2 separate regions of the Mus musculus genome follow, and region 1 is linked to region 2. A link is a contact called in public promoter capture Hi-C data. All regions are on one chromosome and are shown on one strand. Each heading gives the region's core, a stretch centred on a gene start, on an enhancer-like site or on the middle of the called end of the contact. The rest is flanking DNA. Distances are from core to core; before and after follow the strand shown. Region 1 has its middle 19 kb from the start of Glul. Region 2 holds the start of Npl (N-acetylneuraminate pyruvate lyase).

What was found. Promoter capture Hi-C pulls out the DNA fragments that hold promoters and counts their contacts.
Region 1: a contact with region 2 is called in a promoter capture Hi-C map of liver. The contact joins the enhancer-like site here to the promoter of Npl in region 2. A contact is called at or near these places in 5 of 39 promoter capture datasets (the C10 cell line, embryonic stem cells, hippocampal neurons and 2 more) and 5 of 115 datasets of contacts at active chromatin or transcription factors (bone marrow-derived macrophages, embryonic stem cells, large pre-B cells and 2 more).

Annotation. Positions count from the first base shown.
Region 1 is chr1:153,917,425-153,920,124 of GRCm38.p6, forward strand. No RefSeq gene overlaps it. Among named protein-coding and RNA genes, the nearest start is that of Glul, 19 kb to the left of the region's middle. Within about 2 kb of position 1,282, at least 21 of the 459 cell types and tissues checked have an H3K27ac peak or open chromatin away from gene starts, as enhancers often do. A contact at or near this core is called in liver, where this site is marked.
Region 2 is chr1:153,548,378-153,551,128 of GRCm38.p6, forward strand. Npl (N-acetylneuraminate pyruvate lyase) reads right to left here and starts at 1,337. Exons shown (of 12, transcript NM_028749.1): 1 at 1,271-1,337.

The DNA.
Region 1 (2,700 bases), core at 32-2,531, 370 kb after region 2:
ATTTTGGTACGCTAGATCAAGCTCTCTTAAACAGCAACTCCTTGGTCAGTCCTTCTGCTCTTCAGCAAGAAAGCTAAATCCTCTGCAGAAATTATAAAGAGAGAGAGAGAGAGAGAAAGAAAAGAAAAGAAGAGAAAAGAAAAGAAAAGAAAAGAAAAGAAAAGAAAAGAAAAGAAAAGAAAAGAAAAGAAAAGAAAAGAAAAACCCAGGAAATGCAAAAATGTGTTGTGGTTTTGTTGAAGTGTTCTCAGGAGCGACTCTTAACTGGGCCTTATTGATATTTCTGTTAGAATAACGGGGACCTGGGAGCCATGGACATCCCCCGGGGGATAAGGTAACTGGAAGTCCCTCCTAGGCATCTTGGAGGCTCTGCCCTTTTGCTCAGAGAACAACCTTGAGGATAGGGATGTAGCTCTGTGGTCGAGTGCTTGTATAGCATAAAGAAAGGTAAACACACGCACAGAGGAAACTTCTAGATGCTACTGAACTAATGTAGATTATTGTAATGTTTTTGGGAGACCTCCAGCACTAGTAACAGGATAGATTAGCATAAGCTTTGGCCCTGGTCCTTATGGTCCTTAGTCCCCTGGTTTCTTTTTGCCTCCTGTCTTTGTCAGGCTCCCTCTACAGATCTGGCAGAATCCCTTTGAAGAGATGGAGAACTGGGGTTTAAAACTACTTTGGTAGAATGTCCTCTTAGCATGTACAAGGCCCTGGGTTTGATTCCCAGCACTGCACAAATCAGGTTTGATGTCACACCACCTGTAATTTCAGCTCTTGGCTTGGGGGGGGGCCTGTCTGTCTGTCTGTCTGTCTGTCTCTGTCTCTGTCTCTCTCTCTCTGTCTCTCTCTCTCTCTCTCTCTCTCTCTCTCTCTGTGTGTGTGTGTGTGTGTGTGTGTGTGTGTGTGTGTGTGTGTGTGTGTGTGTGTGTGAAAGTAGAATCAAAAGTAAATCAACACCAGCCTGGGCTACTTGAAACCTTGGGGAGAGGGAGGGAGAGAGGGAGGAAGAGGGAGAAGACAGAAAGGGAGGGGGGAGAGAGAGATTGAAAGATAGATAGACTGACTGACTGACTGACTGACAGACAGACAGACAGGCTAATACAGGTAGAACATGTAAGTGTTGGTTCCAAGTTGTGTCCATCCTCAGTCTCCCTACCCCACCCCACCACCCACCCCCAGCCACCAGCCTCATCAACCCCCAGAGAAGCCCAGGCTCTTCCTCTCCATGCTGGGCTTCACAGCCTGGCAGGGCAGGCAGCAGGTTGTTTTGCTTTCGTAAGCCATATTATGTAAGTAACATCTTGAACATGGAGCTGAGCCAACCTAGAGGTCACATCAGGAGGGAAAAGGGGAAAGAGGCTATTCAAGGAAGTGGAAAGAGAATGAGGACAGGGAATAAGAGGGGAGAAGGAGAAAAATAGAGGTGAGAGTGGTAATGAGAGGTGAGAGTGGGATGAGATTCTTTAACATCTGCTGCCTGTTCATAGTTCTCAGTCCCGAGAGACGGAATATATTAGCATGAAAAGTACTCTCTTCATTTTATCTGGGCACTAGGTCATCTTTTAGCTCTCACTCTGTGTACTGAACTGTATGCCAGCAGCCTGCAGGTATCACCCTAGGGTCTATTTCAAGGGCAGTGGCAGGCTGATACAATGCATGCCTAGTGTCCTGGTAGGGAATAAACAGGCCTACTCTTGTGGAATGTTGTCCTGCCAGCATTGGAATGCTTAGACCTTAGCAGAGTTCCACTTGTGAAGCTACAGGGAAGCTATCATCCTCACCTCTGCTCCTGCAAGCCCACTAAGCTCACTCTCACCCTGCTCCTGCAAGCCCACTAAGGTCACCCTCACCCCTGCTCCTGAAAACTCATTAAGGTCACCCTCACCCCTGTTACTGCAAGCCCACTAAGCTCACCCTCACCCCTGTTCCTGCAAACCCACTAAGCTCACCCTCACCCTGCTCCTGCAGGCCCACTAAGCTCACTAGCACCCTCCAAGCCCGACTTAGGTGGAATAGTTATTTTAGTCTGGTGTTGGTGTACTATATAAAGTGAGTACACATTTGTTCACCCACGTGGTGGATTACAACCGTCTGAAACTTCAGTTCCAGGGGATCCAGCACCCTCAAAACAAAGTAGCTAGATGGTTAAGAGTGTTGTCTAATCTTCCAGAAGTCCTGCCCTCAGTTCAACCAAATCCTCACAACTAATTGTGAGTCAATCCAAGGCTCTTTTCTGAAAGCTCTGAAGGCTCCTGCACTCATGTGGCATATACATAGTGCATGCATACATGAATAAATGTTTAAAGTTCCCCAAATTAACAACAACAACAACAAAATGGAGCCAGGTGATGGTGGTGCTCGCCTTTTATCCCAGCACTCAGAAGGCAGGGTGATCTCTGAGTTTGAGGCCAACCTGGTGTACAGAGCCGAGTTCCAGGGCACCACACAGGCAGTGCATCGTATCCTGGCCAAGCTTCTGTCCTTGGTGTCACCACCAAGTTTACTAAAGGTGGTTCCAGAACGACATTAGCAGTCCCGCACCACCACAATTAGCAGTCATGCTAGGAAGACCCTGGAGACCGCTACAAAACCTCTCTCCTCCGTCCCTAGAGAAAGCACAAATTTGGAAACACACAGAGATGGATGGAAGCAGGAAGTGGAGTGTCTAAGGAAGCAGGAAGTGGAGTGTCTAAGGAA
Region 2 (2,751 bases), core at 87-2,586:
CACTGTTCAAAAACATTCCCGAGGCCACTGCCTGTTTCCCCCGTGGCTTATCTTTGCTTCAGAGCATCTGTCTCCCACTTCAATCCCTTCAGTGTAGCTCACTTTTCAAACTCACTCTAAGAGTCAAGGAATTGCTATGCATCTGAAGACCAGCATCTGGGAGGTGGAGGCAGGAGGGTTGGGAGTTCAAACCCATCTGTGGCTGACCACAGGCTGACAGCGGAGACCAGCCTGAGTTACTTAAGACCCAGTTTCAAGGACATCAAAACAAGCCGGGCATGGTGGCGCACGCCTTTAATCCCAGCACTCGGGAGGCAGAGGCAGGTGGATTTCTGAGTTCGAGGCCAGCCTGGTCTACAGAGTGAATTCCAGGATAGCCAGGGCTATACAGAGAAACCCTGTCTCGAAAAACAAACAAACAAAATCATCAAAACAACAAAACCCAGAGGATTCAGCAGAGCATGGCAACACACATCTTTGATCCCAACATTAGATCCGTGAGCAAGGCCAGCCTGGTCTACTTGTAGTTTCAGGACAGCCAGGGCTACATCATAGAGATACCTAGTCACAGAAAAGAGAAGAGAAAAGAGGATTTCTTGATCCTCCAAATAGGAAATTGTTTAACTTCAGATTTCCTCCTGAACTGTTACTTTTCATTAAAAATCCCAGCGTTATAAGCAGGATAGAAGCTCATTTCTGTTCAACACTGCAAGCCCCTTGGAGGCAGGAGGCTCAGAGTCTGCGGCCAGTTTGAGATACAAGATCAACTTGGGAATATTATGCTTTGAAATATTTCATATTTGAATTAAGAGCAAATAATCACAGTGCTCTCGCACCCATGACTTAAAGTGAGCTTGGGATGTTCTTGTTGAAACGCCGGGGAGAGGGTAGATCCCTGGAGACCTCATCCATGTGAAGGAATGCCAAATTACAGACAAAAGTTGGCTTAAATTTAAAACCGCCAAGTTTTAAAAGGGAGGAGGGGGAAGTGATGTAGTTCCGAACAAGGAGAATGACTTGAGAAATACTTGGCAAACTAGAAATGAGATATTGAAAAAACACAAAACATGAAATACAAGCAACCTCTTCTATAAGAGATAGGTGTATTAGAGCTAACGGCTAAATTCCCTTCTGCTCAAAGGCTTAAGAGACCGATTCTGACAAGGGTTCCCGGAGGCCAGGCTACGCGGGTCTGCAAAGAATCCCCGAGTGTCACTGGCCCCAGGCGGCAGGGTCGCCCTCAGTCCCAAAGCTACCCTGCCCAGCGTACCTGACTTCACTCCTCTGCTCGGTGGCGCCGCGCTCACCTAGGCTGCTGTGCACTGGAGACGCGATCTCCTCTGAGCAGCGCGGTTGCGCTTTTAACTCAGGGGCTGCGGGACCACGTGGGGCCGCGCGGGGAGCCTGGGGGTTGTAGTTCCACGTCGGGCCGGGGAGCTGCTTCACCGGCTGGAATCCCGAGACTGCACTAGTTGCTCCTTCTTGGGTGTGGCCACAGCCTATTTTGTGAAAGACTCGTAGCTCCTGCACCTCTTGGATACCCACTGTCCTTATTATTCTGAGTCCGGGAGTTCTCCTCCTGTTCAAGTCCTGCAAGTGCCAAGTCTTGTTTGCATTGGATGTGAGATGTTGTGATACAGTGGTGGCTGCCTAGCAGCCACTTGGCTCTCTAGACTGACACTACTGCTCCAGTCCTGCCCATTGCCTTGTAGGAAAAGGGAGAAGTGAGAAGATTTTAAGAGTGGATTACAGGCCACAGGTGGTTGTGCGCTCCTTTAATCCCAGCACTTGGGAGGCAGAGACAGGAGGATTTCTGGGTTCAAGGCCAGCCTGGTCTACAGAGTGAGTTCAGGACAGCCAGGGCTATACAGAAAAACCAAAACCAAAAAACAAAACAAAACAAACAAACAAAAAACAAAAGAAAAAAGAAGCTGGGCAGTGGTGGCGCACACCTTTAATCCCAGCACTCGGGAGGTGGAGGCAGAGGCAGGTGGATTTCTGAGTTCGAGGCCAGCCTGGTCTACAGAGTGAGTTCCAGGACAGCCAGGCTACACAGAGAAACCATGTCTAGGGAAAAAAAAAAAAAAAAAAAAAAGAAAGAAAGAAAGAAAGAAAAAGAAAAGAAAGACTTTTGAAAGTGAAACAAGTATTTTTCTTTTTTGAGAGTGATCCATATTAATTTATTGGCATAGTCAATTTATCAACAAGATGGGTGGGTAGTCTGTCCCCAGGAGGTGAGGTTGATTTCCATCTGCCAGAAGAGGTGCCCACACCCTTCATTCACCTTGAAGACTCAGCACTTCAGGCTTCAGTCAGGTTCTCACAGTCTTATCGGTCTTATCAGTCTTATCCTGGAATTAAAGGCGTACACCACCATGCCTGGCTTGATGCTTATTATTTTATTTAGGGAAAATATGTTTTCTTTCTAGCTTGCAAAGTGCTCTGGACTCCATTGTGGTTGTTTGTATGCCTGTGTGCATCTCTTTCGTTCTCTCTCTCCCTCTCCCCCCCCCCCCCCGTTTTAATTTTAAAAGTTTAAACTTTATTTTATTTTGTGGGTATAGTTATCTCTGTACACAACATGCATGCAGTGCCCATAGAGGCCAGAAGAGGGCACTAGGTACCCTGGTACTGGAGTTACAGACAGTTGTAAGTTACCCTGTGAATGTTGGGAATGGAAATATCCACTCACAAAGAGAGTCATGAAGCCTGAGCTACACAGTGAGACCCATCAAAAAGGGGTGGGGTCGG